Regions from separate parts of the Columba livia genome. Here region 1 is linked to region 2. The links are chromatin contacts, called in public Hi-C maps. All regions are on one chromosome and are shown on one strand. Each heading gives the region's core, a stretch centred on a gene start, on an enhancer-like site or on the middle of the called end of the contact. The rest is flanking DNA. Distances are from core to core; before and after follow the strand shown.

Region 1 (3,254 bases), core at 304-2,803, 67 kb before region 2:
ACAATATCTGCATACTCGAGATGCAAAGCCCATGTTTACCAGGCGATGCTGGCCAGAGATGGAAAGGATAAATCACCTCTGCCTACTCACTCCCTGAACTGGTACCCAGGACAGGCTCTCCAGCAAATTGCTGGAAATGGATGCCATTTCTACCACGTCTCCTGATCATCAGTTTAAAGGGAAAACAGGGAAAGCTGTAAGCCTGGCAGCTCTTCCCTTTTCCCTTGCTGAACTCCAGCACCAATCACCAGCCTGGAAGATGGTTACAGGTATTGCCCCAGTCTTAACCTACATGTCTATCAAGCACTGCCAAGGCAGAGCCCTGACACCACACCACAGCCTCGGGATACATGGTTTGGAAGAACGCAGAAGCTCGGCCTTCTTAATTAGTTAATTCCCCAGAAGGAGTTCATTCCACGAACATCTGCGCTTCCAGAGAATGTTAAGTTTTGTTGGGAAAAGCAAGAATGGCAACAAATCCACAGTATCCACAGGACTGACGTTTTTTAAATAAAACTTGCAGGACACTTACAGTAAGGGCCTTTTTCTTTAAGCGACCTTGTCACAGCCCATCAGCTTAAGACCCCAGAGGAGGCGCACCACTCCTATCCACGGTTGCTAAAAAGCCACTCTTGATACATGCCACCTTCAGATTTGAAAAATCTGCAGGTTTATATTTTGCATGGAAAACTGATGAAGGACAGGCTATTGCAGGCGTATCTTAGAAGAAAATTTTAAAAATGAAAAGAAAAATGCTAGTATTGCGAGATCACTACAGAGGTTGGGTTCCAACTTCTTTCCATATTAAAAATATGATGATATTTTGGACCTGACAGGAAATAACCAAAATTGCTACAGTGCTGCTTCCCCTGTGAGCAAAACAAGTCAGGAGTCGAAATGTATGAGCCACTACCCCAAGTGCTCCAATGGTACTTTGAGGCACATCAGCCTGTGCTGAGCAGTGAAGCACCCCTGAAGGGCTGTAACTTTGGTTAGAACTTGTAATTCAGAAATCTCCCAGTGACCCCATTATCAGCGTAGCATGGAGAAAACAGAGCTGGTCTCAGTATGTGGAGGCAATGACTATTCAGGGAGCTCTAATCAGAAGGAATTCAACTGAACAAACAGCCGTGGCTCCCAGAGAAGGGCTGAGCACTTTTAAAAATTGAAAGTAGCTGACCGTATGCTTTAGAACAATAAGATAAAATTACTACACTAAACCCCTTTAATTAATGCATGCGACAGAAGCTGTGATTTTTAAACCCTAATCTCCCTGTCATTTCAGTTTTTAAGAAATAGTAAGAAGCACCCATCTGCTCAAGCTGCCACATGAGGCCCAAAGTTCTGTTCTCACACCAGTTTTGTGCCGGATGTCTCAATAAATTCACTGCTTATTTACATCAGCCAAAAGGGAGAAGAAAGCTGCTGATCTCCTAAGTTTGCCCCCCTGCAAAAATGGTCAAAATACGTTTTGCTGTTACACACACCAGTTTTCTCCCTAAAAGCAGGGGCTTGTTGTATCCTCCCCCCAGAAGAAAACCCACAGGTCATTTTGAAAACCATGACAGATGTTTAATTACAGAGGCACTAGAAGGCATTGTATTTTGAGAAGGTCAAACACAGAACAACTGTAGCTGACGACCAAATGGCTAAAGTGTCTGCTGTACCACTAACAAAGCAAAACCTCTGCTAATCCACATTTTGCTAATTCAAACACCTAATAATTCACATGCAAGCAAAATGCTGCTGGTAGCACAACATGTCTGAATAACCATTTAATAGCAGGAATCTGTGGTGCGATCTCATGTTACTAGGGGCGTATTACAAATACAGCACACAGCAGTCAGTGCTACGTTATGAAATATCAAACTAAACTCTTACTCTCCACAACTAAGAACAAAGCACCTTTTGTAATGCAGGTTTCCTCCCCCTCTGCACTTATTAATCCACAGAGTTCATTCATTTAAATGGGTCCTTTGGTCAGTGATGTAAATTAACAGGGATCTACAGTACATCTGTGGGCTGTGTGGCAGGAAGAGAATAGAGATGGCACTGCCTTCTCCGCTGGTATTTCCAGCAGTTTCTTACAAATTTCTCACCAGTTCCCTGGAATTCTTACACTAGGTTCCAATTCAAAAAATTTCTTTTACTCAGAAAGTGAGAAAATCCTGTTTTGACCTATTAGAAACAAACAAAAAAACACACAAAACAAACAAACAAAAACCAGCTGGACCTGTGACTAAAATTTCTTGGATGTGCTTCTGAGTGGAGCAGGACCTGCCCCTTCTTTGCTGAGTCAAATTCAGTAGTGATTAATCTCCATCCCTTACCCACCCTCACAGCTGAGAGTGAGGTGTACACGCTTTGCCGTGTTGTTAAATTGTGTACTAAGCACGCACTAAGACGAAACATTGTCCTAACAGATTTAAGCATGCCTCAAAGCACATCGTTCTGACAGCGCCTGGGTCTCCATCATCACTCTCATAACTATCAATGATTCTGGTTAATTTTACAATCACAAGAGGTACAAGCCTCCATCTGGTTAGTCTACATACTATTACAGAGTTGGAACCACACTGATCAACAAAATATGTCGGCCAGTAAGGCTCTGTTAAGGTGGACTGGTGAGTGGAGAACAGCTCTACTTTCAGCTACGCGAATGCAAGTGCAGGAGAACCAGGGCTCCCTGGGGGGCGGTGCCTGGAGCCCCAGGGCTGCCAGGGGAGGCACAGCAGCTGGATCAGGGTTCAGGTGTGCCGGCAGGACTGCTTGGGAACCCCACACGTTGGGCTCAGTCTCCTGAATGCTTGCAGCGCATATGGCAAAAGCCTGCCACAGCTCCCTCCCTAGAAGGGATCTGAAGAGATTTCCTGGTTTAATGCCTGTGACTGAAGCAACTTCGTGAGCACAGGTGGTGGGGGACCCAAATATTTTTGTTCCCTGCTTGCACAAACACCAAATATAACAGCACCCTCATCCGTAATGGAGTAGTGGCATAGCTATGACACTAGCCAACACCATGCCACCCCCTCATCAAGAAGCCCTGCCTCACAGCTCTGATGAGGAGAGCAGCCATGGTGTCCCTGCGAGGATCCTCATGCCAAGAGTCCCAAGGCTACATCCGTGACAGGAGCCAAAACCGGACACCCACAGGACTGTCATTATGGATACAGATAACCCACTGAGGCTGCTGTTTGTGTAGTTACAGCCAAAATCCTCTCCCTCTGCACAAGACCCCGGAGAAATACCCATTT
Region 2 (2,925 bases), core at 44-2,543:
GAGCTCGAAGACCCATCACCCACCTTCATTAGCCGAAGCATTTTACTTTAAAGTGAGGCAATTTGTTCTTTGTTTCTTAATGGATTAATATCGCTGTTCACCCCCCCTCCCCGCCTCTGACGGACCGTACAAAGCCAAAAGGCTCCCAGAGCCCGCAAATCGACCCCCCCCACCCCGCCCGGCACCACCACTGCAGCAAAAGCAACCTCGTCCTCGCGAAACAGCGCAAAGTTACCATTTTAGAGCCGCTCCGATGACCGAGGGGATAGTCCCTATTCCCGGGGAGGGGGGGCGCGAAGTTTTTTTTTATTCCTCAGGGGCGCATCCCGAGGACCCCCGCCCCCCGGGCCAGTCCCCCGCTCCGCCACCCCTCACCTCCTCCGCTGCCGGCTGCAATGTTCGGGGAAGGGCGCGCCGAGCCACCCGCCGCCCTGAAGGTGAAACCATGCGCCGCATGCGAGCGGCCGCCAGCTGCACATGATCCGCCGAGCGGCTCCACTGGCGCGGGTGGGGGCGGCCCGCCGGCCCCCGCCGCGCCCCGCGCCCGCGCACCGCCCCCGCCCGCCGCGCCCGCCCCGCCGCCCGCCCCGCGTCCCCCCGCGCCCGCGATGGCCGGGCCGGTGCGGAGCCCGCAGGACCGTGACTATTGTCTCCGCGGAGCAAAGTTGGGGCGCGGGGTGCGGCCGCCCCGGGGTGGGGGTAGCCGGACCCCGCGTTGTGCGGACGCGGAGTCGCGCTCCGGTCCGCCGCCACCCCGGTTCCCACGTACCTCGGCTGCGAAAGGTGCGAGTTGGAGTTGCCCCAGATGCATTTCTATTAGAAACTTTTTTTCCCCCCCCCCCTTTTTTTTTTAGCGAATTCCACTGGTAAAATATTTATGGATCTATTGAAATGCGCAGAAACAACAACATTAAAGTCTTCAATCAAGATCAAAGAGGAATACTGTTCAACAGCCACGCTGGGGAAGTTGAAAGACCTCCGAACAAATCAATCTGCCATATGGCTTTAAAAAAAAAAAAAAAACAACAACAAAAAAGCACCACCTCTCCTGTGTCTGAAAAGTTCAAGTCGTGTTTTCCTGCGTGTTTTGCGAAGCTCGGTTTAATCACGCCAAATCTGTGTGCCATAGGCGAGGGGAGTATGTTTAGTCTATGGCTGGAAAGCCTAATTTAATCTGCTAAAGCTTGCTACTAGACATCAAGGGTGTGGAGGCTTTTTTTTTCCCTTTCTTTGTCTCCTAATGTGCGATGACGTAGAATCGGTGCGGAGGACTTTTGACGGAGGGTCGGTGTTATCTCGGCGCCCTGGGCTGGCAGAGCCTCCCCCCGCCCCGGGCACCCCGGCTCCGAGGCCCCTCTGGGGCTGCCCCCCGGTCCCGCCCCGGCGCACCGGCCCCGCTCCTGACTCCCTCCAGCCCCGTCTTGCACTTGGGACGCTCTGGCACCTCTGGCAAAGAGAAGAAAATAAAATTGGGCCGGGAGGGGGAGGTTTTAAATCCTGCCCTTTCCAGTGCTTATTACCAGAACCCTCGGAATAAAGGAAAGGGGCGGGGGGGGGTGGTCAGCGAGTGAGAGAGAAAGTTGGTAATGAAGGATACACGAATCATAAAATGTAAGCTATGTGTGATTAATGATCTGCACTAATTTGAATAGCAGGCGTGTTAAAGGTCATTGACAATTGTTGCTGCTTTCAGCATGAATGCCCGAGTGGGATGTATTTGGGACAATCAAATTTAATTCTAATTCACAGGAAAAAATATTATCGGACGTGCATAGCAGCTGGTCAAAATATAGCGAGGGCGCGCTTTAAAAAATGCGCCTCGCCTGCCCTTCAAAGGCAGCTTCATTACTTTAAGGTAGTGTTTTTAAATGTCTCAATAGTAAATAATGTATCTGGAATGTCTGGATTTTGTTCCTTATGCATCAGCATCTTTCCTGCACACTTTTTCAATCACAGGCCAAATTGCATTCTCGGTTACTCCAGACATGCAGTGTTTTGTGGGAATTCCGAGTTCACTGATTCCGGATTTACCTGCGAATGGACCAGAGTAGACGTCACATCCCTAAGCTTGAAGAATTCACCCCAGGCACAAGCCTATAACACAAGACTGTAGGTTTTCTAATCACAGTTTGTATAGCAGTTTAGCGTTTCTTTACACAAAGACTAAGAAATCCATTATAAATCAGCATTCCTGGGCAGTTTTAGTGCTACAGTATTAGGCTAATAATTTCCATATGGTGAAAATTGACAAGTCAGAGCAATGAAAGGTGCATGAGACTTCCCAACTCCTCTACATAAAAATGTGATTTTTACGACCTAGTCCTTTTCTCTCCTAGTCCATAGAGGTTCTCTTCCTCAGACAGTAAAAGGTGAGCACACTCCACACAGTGCTTGCTGTGTTACTTGACAGAGTAATGTTTAAAATGCTTGCTCTTTTCCATATTTGCTTCCGTAGGGCCCAGTCTTGTGCTCCTTGTTCCTATAAAAAAATAAGGTCCTGAGGCTATGGGGGTGACAGGACTGGAGAACCCATCTCAAGCGTAGTAAGAGAGGGGTATTCCACTTTAATGGAACAGCAATTAAAAATTCAGAAGATGTAGAGACTTTAAAAACAATCAAGCCGTATATTAATTTCATGGAAAGTCGCTAGCAGAGTTCCTCCGTCCATGTAATTTTAAACAGGAGATTTTCTCACATTTCTTCTGCTGATTCCAGCGCTTCTGGGTTTTAAAAGCAAAACTGGAACAGTATAAGAATTTATAGACTTAAAAGAGAGCAAAATGTATTTACATAACATTGTCAATGTAGAAATTTCAGGTGGAGAAGATATTCTTAATTTTCAAATTGTTAGTAACATACCATTACCATGGGAGATTAATCTGTTTGCAGACACTGTTTACCCATTTTATCTTTGCCAGAAATCTT

What was found. A called contact is a pair of places that touch in the nucleus more often than the background predicts.
Region 1: a Hi-C map of crop shows a contact between it and region 2, with 2.5 times the contacts expected there. The contact joins the enhancer-like site here to the promoter of ZNF516 in region 2. A contact is called at or near these places in 2 of 2 Hi-C or Micro-C datasets (crop and liver).

Annotation. Positions count from the first base shown.
Region 1 is chr2:100,529,625-100,532,878 of bColLiv1.pat.W.v2, reverse strand. All of the region lies in intron 2 of ZNF516 (zinc finger protein 516), which reads right to left. Among named protein-coding and RNA genes, the nearest start is that of ZNF516, 67 kb to the right of the region's middle. Within about 2 kb of position 1,553, at least 1 of the 3 cell types and tissues checked has an H3K27ac peak away from gene starts, as active enhancers do.
Region 2 is chr2:100,462,195-100,465,119 of bColLiv1.pat.W.v2, reverse strand. It overlaps ZNF516 (zinc finger protein 516), which reads right to left and starts at 1,293. Exons shown (of 6, transcript XM_065053009.1): 1 at 1,044-1,293.